2 separate regions of the Sus scrofa genome follow, and region 1 is linked to region 2. The links are chromatin contacts, called in public HiChIP or PLAC-seq maps. All regions are on one chromosome and are shown on one strand. Each heading gives the region's core, a stretch centred on a gene start, on an enhancer-like site or on the middle of the called end of the contact. The rest is flanking DNA. Distances are from core to core; before and after follow the strand shown.

What was found. HiChIP or PLAC-seq counts read pairs in DNA pulled down with a chosen protein or histone mark.
Region 1: an H3K27ac HiChIP or PLAC-seq map of skeletal muscle shows a contact between it and region 2, with 5 times the contacts expected there. The contact joins two enhancer-like sites. A contact is called at or near these places in 1 of 47 Hi-C or Micro-C datasets (skeletal muscle) and 1 of 2 datasets of contacts at active chromatin or transcription factors (skeletal muscle).

The regions. Positions count from the first base shown.
Region 1 is chr7:87,177,820-87,183,453 of Sscrofa11.1, reverse strand. No RefSeq gene overlaps it. Among named protein-coding and RNA genes, the nearest start is that of SLCO3A1, 77 kb to the right of the region's middle. Within about 2 kb of position 3,378, at least 12 of the 83 cell types and tissues checked have an H3K27ac peak or open chromatin away from gene starts, as enhancers often do. A contact at or near this core is called in skeletal muscle, where this site is marked.
Region 2 is chr7:86,887,256-86,893,687 of Sscrofa11.1, reverse strand. All of the region lies in intron 2 of SLCO3A1 (solute carrier organic anion transporter family member 3A1), which reads left to right. Among named protein-coding and RNA genes, the nearest start is that of SLCO3A1, 210 kb to the left of the region's middle. Within about 2 kb of position 5,052, at least 33 of the 83 cell types and tissues checked have an H3K27ac peak or open chromatin away from gene starts, as enhancers often do. A contact at or near this core is called in skeletal muscle, where this site is marked.

The sequences.
Region 1 (5,634 bases), core at 2,129-4,628, 290 kb before region 2:
GGGAATATTACAAATGCAATCTCATCAAAGCCCAGAAAAGCCCAGAAAAATCCTAATGTCAAATCTATTCATAGATCTGCTAGGTGATTTTCATAGGGCAGGGAAACCAGCATTTATTCAATATTCATCACATTCCTTACAAACACTGTGTTTAACCCTTACAAGAATCCTTTGAGATACGAATCCATTTTACAGGTGAGGAAACTGAGCCTTGCAGAGGTAATGTGTCTCACCAAAACAAGAAGTGACAAGTTGAACTTGGCTCTGTTGACTCCTGACTCTTTCCATTCTTACCCTGCTGCATCATGGAGTATAGCTGAAATTTGAAATTAAAACATTAACCGTAAAAACATATTATGTTTCATTAAAATTCCTGCAAATCTTTAGGGCATTGGGACATTTTCCCAATAGTCCAAAGTTTAGACATATTTCAATAGGTAAACTGTTCCCCAATCCATCTTCTTGAATCTCTCCATACAGTAGTGCAAGGATCTTCACTCAAGATCCACAGATTTGCTGGGGTGGTCAATGAACCTTCTGGAATTATGTATAATATTAAGTGTGAGTGTGTGTGTGAGAGAGAGAGGGAGTCTGTGTGTCTGCAACTTTCATTTTTCAGAATGCCTCAATTCCAAAGAACATTAGGAGTCAGTGGCACAGATTCACAGAACTGTTATTAACCTCCAAGCCACTGGAGCCCTAATGGACTGTGAGAGGATGGACAATATCAGCCAAGAGGAAGTAGCTACTTTAAAAGGAATTAATAGGTCCTTAGAAGAAATTCGTGGAGTTCCCGTCGTGGCGCAGTGGTTAACGAATCCGACTAGGAACCATGAGGTTGCGGGTTCGGTCCCTGCCCTTGCTCAGTGGGTTAACGATCCGGCGTTGCCATGAGCTGTGGTATAGGTTGCAGACGCGGCTCGGATCCCACGTTGCTGTGGCTCTGGCGTAGGCCGGTGGCTACAGCTCCGATTCAACCCCTAGCCTGGGAACCTCCATATGCCGCAGGAGCGGCCCAAGAAATAGCAACAACAACAACAAAAGACAAAAAGACAAAAGACAAAAGAAGAAATTCGCTGACAAGCTTAAGGGAGTAGAGAGTCCCAAGTTTTACACAGAGCAAGTTATATCCAAGTGCATCCCATCCACTGAGTGCCATAGTTAGGAAGGCCTGTGGTCAACTAGGGAAGAGCCAGAGGGGAAAAACTACAATGGCTGTTGCCTCAAGAATCCACTTAATGTAAAGAACAGTTGGAGGAACAGAGGGTGAAAGGAACCCTCAGACATTGAGAATAGGAATTTAAATGGTACAACCACTTTGAAGAGCACTGTGGTGATGTGTACTAATCTAAAAACATGAATATTCTATAACTTGGCAATGCTACCCATCCACAGAGAAATTCTTACCCATGTGTCCAAGGAGCCAAGGAGGAGAATTTTATTATAGAATTGTGTATAATAGCAGGAATAAAAAGAACCAAAAAAAGAAAGAAAAAAATTTTAAAGCCTATATATTTATCAACAGGAGAATGGATTCCAAAAATACAGACTAGCCACAGAATGGAAAGTGAATAGAAGCTAAAATCAACAAACTAGAGATACATGTATTAAGGCAGACATATCTCAACACAAATTCTCAGTGCAAATTTTTTTAAAAGGCTATATACAATATGTCATTCTCCATGTAAACTTTAAAGTTATGCAAAAATAAATAATATAGTGTGTAAGTACACATGTGCATATAGCAAAATAGAAAAAATGTGCATGGTGATGATTCCACCAACTTCCAGGTGGCTATTTCAAGGGATAGGTAGGGAATGGCATTAGAGCTTTGTCTCAATTTTTTTTTTTTTAACTGGAAGCATATTTGGAAAAAATAGTACAATTTAACAAGTGTGGGTGGTGGATACATATTTTCAATTATTTCTATTATTACTGCCATTATAATTATTAATACACACCTCTGCGCTTGAAATATTTTGTAATATTGAAGCACGAAAGGCATTGCGAGCTGTCTTTACTGAAAGGGTTCAGGTTGAGGTTGCATGTCTTTTGGAGGCAATTCGTGCAACAGCCTAAGATTAAATTAAAGGATGGATCATTTCCAGCTAGAAGTCTGTCAGAGTCTATAGTCCTGGAGAACATCCTAGCACTTGGATAACTAGCTTGCATTTGTTTCGTGTCTGCTTTATTTCACCTGGTACACCAGGATCAATGCTAGAGCAGAATGCAAGGAAATTAATCCCCTTTGGAATGATAGTGAGCAGGGTCCCTTTCCACACTTTGAACCGGTGTGTGCTTCCTACACAATTTATGACCTAGTCAGTCCTTGTAACTTGACAATAGCATTACAAGGAAAACTTTCAAACCTTCCAGTTTTCAGAGTTCCAGCCAGAGGTTAAATAATGCTAGAGTGTGTCTCTATTCATGGTCCCTCTCACCTCCCTTCGTACTGAGAAAACAAGCCCACCATCCACTCTCTGCCCTTGTGCCCAGTATTTTCAAAACAGCTCTGGCCCACATATGCGGCCTCTTACCTCACCTTGTCGCTCTCCTGTGCCTCCCTCTGAACAGTGCCCACATGGCATGTGCTATCTTTGTATCCTTCTCCTGTTTAGAGCTTCAAATCCAATCTGTCAGACCTGAAAGTCCATGTACTTAACCATTCAGCTCAATGGCCTCATTCATCTTCCCACCCAACTCCCAGTCCTCAGCCCCCTATTCTCAGCAGGGGGCCAGTATGGGTTTGGTGCTCAATTGGTTTCTGTCTAATACAACTGTAATGGACTCAGCTGTTTATAGATACAAAAATTACATTCCTACAGCTTTCATCAAAGCCGGGAGAAATGAACAGGTCTTTTTATATGTATGAGATTTAAATATACTAATCTCATTTTTTCCTTAGTGACAGGATAATCATCTTTCTCATCAATTCATGCAGGCTCAGTAAAAACTGCAGACAAAATGCGAATGTAATTGTTGTTGACATGTAACCATCTTGTACTCACATCAATTAGGTTTAGGTACATTAGAAAAGATTAGGGAGAAAGAGCTTCCACTCCATTCCAAAATGTGCAGTCATTTATAAGGTGGCTCTCATCTGTTGCTGAGTCAAGGCTGTTCATGTACCATATCTCAATGTCCCTTTAAATATCACTCTCTTGCTCTTTGGGGAAAAGGGAATGATGTCATGATGTATACTTCTAATTATAACTGACCAGGCTCTTCCATACTCAGTTTTGTTCCCCACGGGTTTCACTATTTGCCAATATCTATTTAACTATAGCAGTAACAGGAAAAATTCCCAAGTCTAATCAGCTAGAAATTCTTTGGCTCTCTCCTACTTTAGTGGAATCATATTTTGCACTTGAGGTCATCTTTGTATCTGAGAGCGAAGCAAGACTGGGAGAAAATCAGTATTAAAAATAGAGCAAAGTTCCAGACTCTCATTCACTAGAGCTCATGGAAGATTCTGGCCTTTTATTATTCATGCTTAACATGGGCACCAACCCCCTGCCTGGAGAGTACGCCAAGGATCTTCACAGTGCCCTGGCTCTATCTTAACAACTGCCAGGGCTGGCATCTTTTGGAAGGTTTTGGTTTCCTTCTGCCCGTCACATCCAGACACCACAGTGGCAGGGTGAGTCCAGGAAAATGGGATATCCATTCACCCCATCTAGGCCTGCCTCCCACTCTGAAACCAAGTCACCAAATGCTCTTTTGTGCTCCTCTGATTCTTTCATTCCTATAAGAGATAGTGCCACTGCACTACCATGCAATGGGGTGTATTTTGCTCTGGGTATAAAAAGACAAAAGCCAGCTTTTGTGCTATGTGTCACAGGAGATGAGTTAGTGAGACAGACCTAGATTCTACCTCCTGAAGTTTACAATCCAGTAGAGAAGATAGAACACAAATTGGAACAGTTACACTATCACGTCACATGTGATAAGGACCATGTGGAGGAGCAAAGCAGAGGCTCTGCATAATAACAGGAGGGAGAGAACTTCTAGAAGCAGGAGAAAGCAGGAGGGGCACTAGGATGATCTGGTGAACTTTGCTGTAAGGAGAACAAGAAGGGGTGTGGGGTCTGGAGGTGTAGGCTGCAGGACTGACCTTCAGGTCTGGGGTGACCCCTGTCTACATGTCATGGGCCCCTTCTATTCCTCTCTAGCTGGTCCATTTCAGTCATGCAGGCAAACTCCTTGGTCATCCTTCATGGCTACCTCTGACCTCAAAAGGAAAGACTATACCCTAGTCTGCCTGTCTTTCCAGTGAAACATGCTCTCTCCTCCTGAAGTTTGCTGATGACCTCTCCACCATGAAGTGGTCCAAGGTCACCTTCCTCCTGTGACTTTGTTGTCGAATCCCCTTTCCCTCAAGCATGCAAGGCTATGTGGATACACTTAGATCTCTCTGGATCCAAGCACTCCTCCCATTAACAAATGGCCATACTCCTGAAAAAGAAGGGAGAGAGCCAGTCTGTTCTCCAAGTCATATTTGAAAAATACTAGAGATGCTTGGAGTTCCCGTCATGGCTCAGTGGTGAATGAATCCAACTAGGAACCATGAAGTTGCAGGTTCCATTTCTGGTCTTGCTCAGTGGGTTAAGGATCCAGCGTTGCCGTTGCCATGAGCTGTGGTGTAGGTTGCAGACACGGCTCAGATCCGGCATTGCTGTGGCTCTGGCGTAGGCGGGTGGCTACAGCTCCGATTCAACCCCTAGGCTGGGAACCTCCATATGCCACCGGAGGGGCCCAAGAAATGGCAAAAAGACAAAAAAAAAAAAAAAAAAAAAAAAACTTAGAGATGCTTATTATTACCCTGCAGGAAATCCTTGTTAAACAAAATGCTCATTTGGAATGCAAATAACCCCACCCTAAGTGTGAATTGTTTTCCTCTTTCTTATGCAAATGGACTCTTGGCTACATATTTTCGTGGAAGCTTGACTTAAAATTGTCCTACTCTCCAAACTATATGCGGACTTCAGAGTAGAAAAGTCATTTTTAAAACTCATTTTCTCAAAGGATCTTGCACAGTGGCACTCTGTGAGGCTTGACCACTGGCTTGGTTGGTTCTGTGGTGGTCTCATCTAGCACAGGAACAATCTGGGGCTGGGTAAATAGGTAAGGTTACTTTTTGGGGATGCTGTTCTCTGACTGTACATTAGGATGCTTTGTGTAAGTCAGCCCTTCTATGGGGGCAACTTTGTTCTGGTCTATTCTTCAAGACCTCTGCTTTACCCATTCTGGCTACCAGAATCCTAAAGGCCTGGTGTGTTGCATCCTTTAGCGGAAGTTTTTCTCCCCAGTAGGATGAAGCAGCTTAATAGCACAGAAAGAGAAATGACCCCCAAGTCAGGCAAACAGCTGAAAGAGCACATTTGGTAATTACGAGCTCTGTGGGCAAAATATTAAATGTAAACTCTTTTAAGGCTCTGTTTCTCTTATTATAAAAAGATAAACAGTAACTATTTCAGAAAGTTGTAAATATACGAGTCTGGGTCATAGAAGTCATTTAGTGAATGATAGCTGTATACAACCTTCCTTCTTTAGATTTCAATTTTTTAATTTAAATTTAATTTTTTAATATTTTATTGACAGAGTTGATTTACAATGTATTAGTTTCAGACATAT
Region 2 (6,432 bases), core at 3,803-6,302:
GCTGGCAGCTATAGATGCCATTCGACCCCTAGCCTGGGAACTTCCATGTGCCACAAGTATGGCCCTAAAAAGATAAATAAATAAATAAGCAAGCGAGCTGCACTGGAGTTCCCATCGTGGCGCAGTGGAAATGAACCTGGCCAGGAACCATGAGGTTGTGTGTTCAATCCCTGGCTTCGCTCAGTGGGTTAAGGATACAGTGTTGCTGTGAGCTGTGGTGTATGTAGGTCGCAGATGAGGCTCAGATATGGTGTTGCTGTGGCTGTGGTGTAGGCCGGCAGCTGTAGCTCTGATTGGACCCCTAGCCTGGGAACCTCCATATACCTCTGGTGTGGCCCTAAAAAAAGCAAAAAAAAAAAGCAAAACAAAATGTGTGTCTGGCCATCCCAAGGAAGCAGATGTGTGCCCTGTATCAGGGCCAGTGTAGGCCTCCCTCCACCCTGAGGCATGGAGCTGGAGCCCCTGTTTTCCCAAGCCTTCCCCCTACCTTGGTACACATCCCCTTCCCTGGCAGCACACATGCTTCCTGGGAGATGTCACCTTCACCACCCCGCCTCCATCACCTCTGTCCAGCACCTCTCCCCAGAGCTTGGCAGGACACATGCCTGGCCTGTCGGCAAGCTTGTCGCTTCACTTGTTATCCAGCCTGTGAGCAGCAGCTGGTATCATGCCCGCTGTGGGTTCCGTGCCCCTGATCAGATGGCACATGAGGAGCCCAGGGCTCCACGTTCCACTGTAAGGCTAGTGGCTGACTTCCCTGGATCTAGAAACCAGAACCTCAATGGATGGAGTGGAGGGAGTGTATAGATAGAGTGGCCTCTGTGAGCATGGCAGACCCTGTTACTGCATCAAACTAGCATTGAGCGCTCTGCAGCCCTAACACAGCTCAGACTGTGTCGAGAAAAGCCTCTGATATATGCTTATTAGCGTGTTGTATCTGAGCTCTTGCAGGCACTGGTATCTGCATTTTGGTATCCATGGGACCTAAGGATGTGCCTTACCCATGTTAAGTACAGTTCAGGTTTTGAATTAATAACCATTTCCCTTCTCCTTTGCACTGGGTCTGGCGTATAGTAGGTGCCTAATAAGTTAGTCTTGTTCTTCTAGGGACTCCCCCTTGCTTGGGTCCAGGAGTGTTTGAAGGTCAGTTGGCTCAGGCCTATTCCTTAGCCCTGTCTGAATTACAGGGCTGCAGGGAGTGAGTTCCCTGTTGGCCTAGTAGTTAGGATTCAGCCCATTCCCTGCTGCAGCCCAGGTTCTATTTCTGATCTGGGAACTGAGATCCCACATCAAGCTGCTGCACACCGGGCTGAGAGCAGGCAGAAATGATCATAGACCTGGATGGTAGCGAGGACTCAGCTGCGCTGCATCCCAGGGATTAAAGAGGAAGAAAAATCATGGCAGAAGCCTTCTCTCCCTGACTCATATTTGAATCAAACTTTTGGTTATGAATAACTGCCCCAGAGAGTCCTGAAATTCTGAGACTTCCCTGGGGTTTGTTCATTGAATCACTGCGGAGGTGTTTGCCTGCAGTGAGTGATTAGCTATACAATCTCTAAAACCCAAGGGCTGGTGGAACTGCTGGGCAGATCCCAAGAAACCTAAGAGGTAGGGGGTGTGCACACACTACTGGCCATCTTGGTGGAGATGGGGCTATAGGGGCTTCTGGGCTGTGGGAACACTGAGGGGTAGGCAGCGCACTGGAGAGAAGGAGGGACCTGGCAAGGCTGGCTTCCAGGCACCCATGTCACCCCTTCAGATGCCCCTATGGCTTGGTCCCAAGAGCATGGCCCACCCTTCCCAGAAGGGGTTCCCCTTTTGAGCCACAAGATCTGGCTGCAAGGTGATGCAGAGGCTCTGGGCAAACCCGCAGCAGCTGCCTTCCTGCTGCTGTCCAATGAGGCACTGACAGACTGTGCCCAACATACCGGCCCGCCCCAGGGATGATGCTCTCTGCTGCCTCCATGCACTGCGCAGGCCCTTCCTGGAGGCACTGCCAAAATATAGTGACGAGCAAACCCTGAACATTGAGGAAATTCAACCAGGAGGAAAACCCGAGCCATTACCCAACTCTGAGCCTTTCAGATACCTGCACAAGGCAGACAGACAGACAGACACACACACACACACACACACACACACACACATACACACACACACAACTGATATCACATTCTGTCCCAGAAAGTTTTTAAGGTGACAAAAATCCTTAATGAGTGTGAGGGAACCCCTAGTCCCTTAGAAGCAGGCCCTTGGCATGAGAACCTCCCGCTGTGAGTGAGGGGTCCCCTGGCAGTTGGGGACACTTACTGAGGTCATCCTGCTGGAAACTGGTATTTGAGGGCCTGAAAAGGCATCTTATTTTTTTGGGGGGGGGGATCTCTGGAGACACTTGTTGACATCTTAAGTGAAATGATCAGTATCTAAAATAATAGTAGAATTTCAGGTTGTACCGCTAAAGAGAGGGCTTTATTCCCCCAGGATTATCACAGCAATCTCTGATACTGGTTCTTTCCAGAATCCTGAGGGCCTCAGAGGGCTTTGCATAATTTTAATAATCTGATTCATCATTATCATCTGGACAGTGGAGTAGGGAGGGGGTGTTTTCATTTTGGAAAACTGTTCAATCAAGCGGAGGCACCACTAGGGGAAAAGAATGGCAGCATAGGGACCAAAGACCATGTTCTGCACCTTCAGCTCCAGCCCACACTAAGCTGTGCCCCCCCTAGATGTGGTCCAGGAGGGCTGCCTGTACATCCTCCAGTGGCTGGCCTCACCTGGGAAGAAAAGCTTCGTGTCCCGGGCTGGGTGGGATGGTGTGGCCCCCGGTCCTCTCCCTACCACCAGAGGAGGGGGCAAGGTCAAGAGCAGCAAGTCCCCCGAGCCCACTGCTCTTGCCCCAGGAGTCCCTGGAGTTGCATCCTTGGCCGATGGAAACCATGGTGGTTGACCTTCCCTGGCATTGTTGAGGAGCAGAGCCAGTTTGAAGCTGGGGTACCAAATGGACAGCGTCTGTGGCTCCCCAGAGCCCAGTCTGGTAGGACCTGTCACATGGCCCTTGTGGCCAAAGGAGGCTTGTGTGTGACACTGAAGACTGTCACCACCCCCTCCTGTTTCTCAAGGGTCCCTCCTCCTCGCTGTTTTTGTCAAGCGGTTCAGGGCTTATTTGCATTCCACTGCAGATTGCAGAAAAAAGGAAGGGATCCCTGTCTGCATGACCTTTTCCTGTGATATGCTTCCATCAGGCAGCCTTGCTCCTCCATGCAAAGGGCAGCCAGAGGGTAAGAGCAGAGAAACCCCACAGGAACCATAAGCAAGGAGGCTGGGCCCCAGGGCGCTGACAGTTCTTCCTCGTTCCTTCCTTCTGGGCACCAGAAGGGCATTTACTCAGAGGAAGGAGGAAGGGGTGACTGACCACATTCAGGGCACCCCCCGGGGCTACCAGCTCCATAAGAATTCTGGGTAATGCTTACCTGTAACTTACAAACATGAGCTCGTTTGCTCACTCATTCATAAATATCTCCTGAGCACATAGCTGGGATCCAGGCTCCGAGCTGAGTATGAAGATGTAAAGCTGAGTTTCTTGCTTCTTGTGTGGTACCGCAGTGAAAGGAGCTGACTTTGAAGTTCGCCCTTTCTGGGTTCACAAATTGACTCCACCGTGAGTTGCTCTGTGACCGTCAGTAAGTGACTTAGCATCTCTGATGTTCAGCTTCTTCCCTGTAAAATGTGAATGAGAACAACCTATCTTAGGTTGACCATTTAGTTAGTATCTTAAATAAGATAAAAGCGCTTATCACTGGGTAAGCACTTGATAATAAGGGTTAGCTCTTAATAGGTTGTTTGGAGGGGATTGTTGGGGACCAATCCTTCTAGTGCCCCCAGGAGCTGTCCTGTTCAGCTGCTTCTGAGGTCTCTGCGTGGCCAGAGAGCTGCACATGTGTTGTCTGTGTGCCTGCAGGTGGCAGCCTGCTTGGACACCACGGAGGAGATGACGCTAGTTGACATCAGCCTTTGGCTGCATTCAGCCCCAGGAGTCAGAGGAATTCCAGAGTCAGTCCCCTTCCTTTCTCTATGTGAACACTTTTTTTTTTTTTTTTTTTGATACAAAGTCATCCTGAATGTCACTTGCATCAGCCCCAAGCTGAAGCTGAAGTTCTCTCAAGATGGGGAAAGGATCCCAAGACCCTTGTATCTGGTGCCACCCGGTATATGACCAGCACCAAGCTCCACCGGCCCTAATGTCCTGTGGTCAAACTCGTGAGCATGTTGGAGGCGACAGGGATCTTGGGCAAATCACCCATTGTCAGGGCCTCAGGTTCTCCATCCATAAATGAGACAGAAGGAAACTACTTTGACTACAGCAGGCAGTTACCGTTACTTAGAAACTCTCACCTCCTACTGCAGCAGGTCACAGTCTGTTCCAAGAGGATCCATTCCCCCCCCACCCCCCACCCCAGTATCTCCCATCAGACTGTGAGCTTCTTGATCCAGTTTCAGCAGAAGCACAACAGGAACAAAATAACAGAAGACAAACTTCTGTCGTTTAGAGATTTTTTTTTTTTTAGCTAGACTTGTATGGTTTAGTAACATTCCATTATACTATTTTGACAAATAAGATTTGGAAACACACTCTCAGTTGGATTTGGGGAGTGGGAGAAAAGAGAGGCCACAGACTCCAGCTGGCTGCCCCCACGGCTCTCCCTCATCAGTCCCAGGCAGGGGTCAAGGACTTCCCAGGGTTAGCTTCGTGCCCTTCTCCTTTCTCCCTGCATCTGGCCCTCAGTCATCCTTCTGCCATCAGATTCTGCACTCAGGGAAGCACCCAGCCAGCACTTTGGCACAGAAGCGCCAGTGACTAAGGAATGCTTCCTTTTCCAGATGAATTTGCATATTTTAATTGAGGGCAGATGCCTTGAGTTAATTCAATGCAGCAAACTTGGGTTGAGCATTTATTATGCTCAGAGGAATAAGATTCGGAGAGCTCAGTGGGGTGGGTGGGGGCAGCTTTAAGAGGGAGGTGACATTTGAGTTCCCTATGGATTTTATAGGGGTGGCTCAGGGAGCAGCTAGACCCTGTCCAAGTCATATCAGGCTTGCTGAGAAGTGCAGGGACTCAGCAACCTGGAGAATGGCACATAGGGAAGGGAACTCTGGGAAGGGGCTGGAGTTCCTGTAAATTGTGCCAGAATGTGTGAACTTCACAAGAAGGCAATAAAGGTCTCCTGATGAGTTTTGAAAGGGGTTGGCATGGTCACACCTGTGTCTCGGAGAATGCAACTCTGCTGGCAGCACCAGAAGAAACTTGGAAAGGGCAGGGCTTGGCGACCAGGCGACCAGTTGGCCCAAGGAGTGCATTTCTAATTGTGGACTCTTAGATTCCAGCAAGCTATTAGGGGAGTTACAAGTGAGTGGTGAGATCCAGAGCCACAGCCCCGAGGCAGTTTCTGACAAGCCAGGCCACTCTCTCAGGCTCCTGCTCATGTGGCATGCCCATGGTTTGGAGCGTGGCCACTGACTGGTATTCTCTTTGCTGTCCCTTTGCCAGAGGCTCATTAAGGCTTTCCTTGGAAATGGGTGTGCCTGGAAGCCATTGGCTCCCATCCAACCCGTGTCCCACCCCAGGCAGCCCTGGGAGGGTGCCTAGGTCAGAGCCTCCCTGCCAGCCTCCTGCAGGTCGTTTTCCTTAAGTCAGGAGCTGCGGCTCTATAACTGGGCCAGCCCTTTGGAGTCTCAGCATTTCTCAAGGTGGGAGTTGGTGAGAAGAAAACACCAGAACAGGAAATGTTAGCTCAGCCTATGCTATCAGATCACCCAAAAAGGACAACAAAAAAAACGGGAAGCTAAAAATAGCCCCTGAGGGCTAGTTCAGGTTCTGCTTTTAAGTACTGAGCACCAAGCTGAAGGGCAGTTTAACCATTTGGGAACCTCGAGGGCTGTGATGTTTCACTGAGGCCTGTTTTGAGGTTTGACAACTGGGAACGTGGACCTCAGCAAAGAGGGGGTATTTTGCTGATGGGACAGATACTGATCAGCACCCCCTCATGTGTGTAGTCCGTTAAATTCATTTCAGTCCAAACCCTAGAAGGGTGGGGTCCTTGTCATAAGGGGATAGTGGAGCCACGACTGCGTCAAGGGCAGGCCAGGGTTCAAATCCTAGCTCTGCTGCCCATCCACTGGATGACTTTGGACCATTGTTTTAATTTCTGGGAACCTCTCTTTTCCTGTCTGCAAAATGGGGACAGTAAAAGTCATTGCACAGGATTATTGTGAAGACTCAATGAAATCATATGATTCCATGAGTTGGGGGCTCTGCCTAGACTTGTTCCTTTAAGTAGTATATATATTTTTTTTAAATCAGCCAGCCAGACGTTGTTCTAAGTTTTTGCATTTCCCATAGATTACCTTGTTTAACCCTTAGGGCAATTTTAT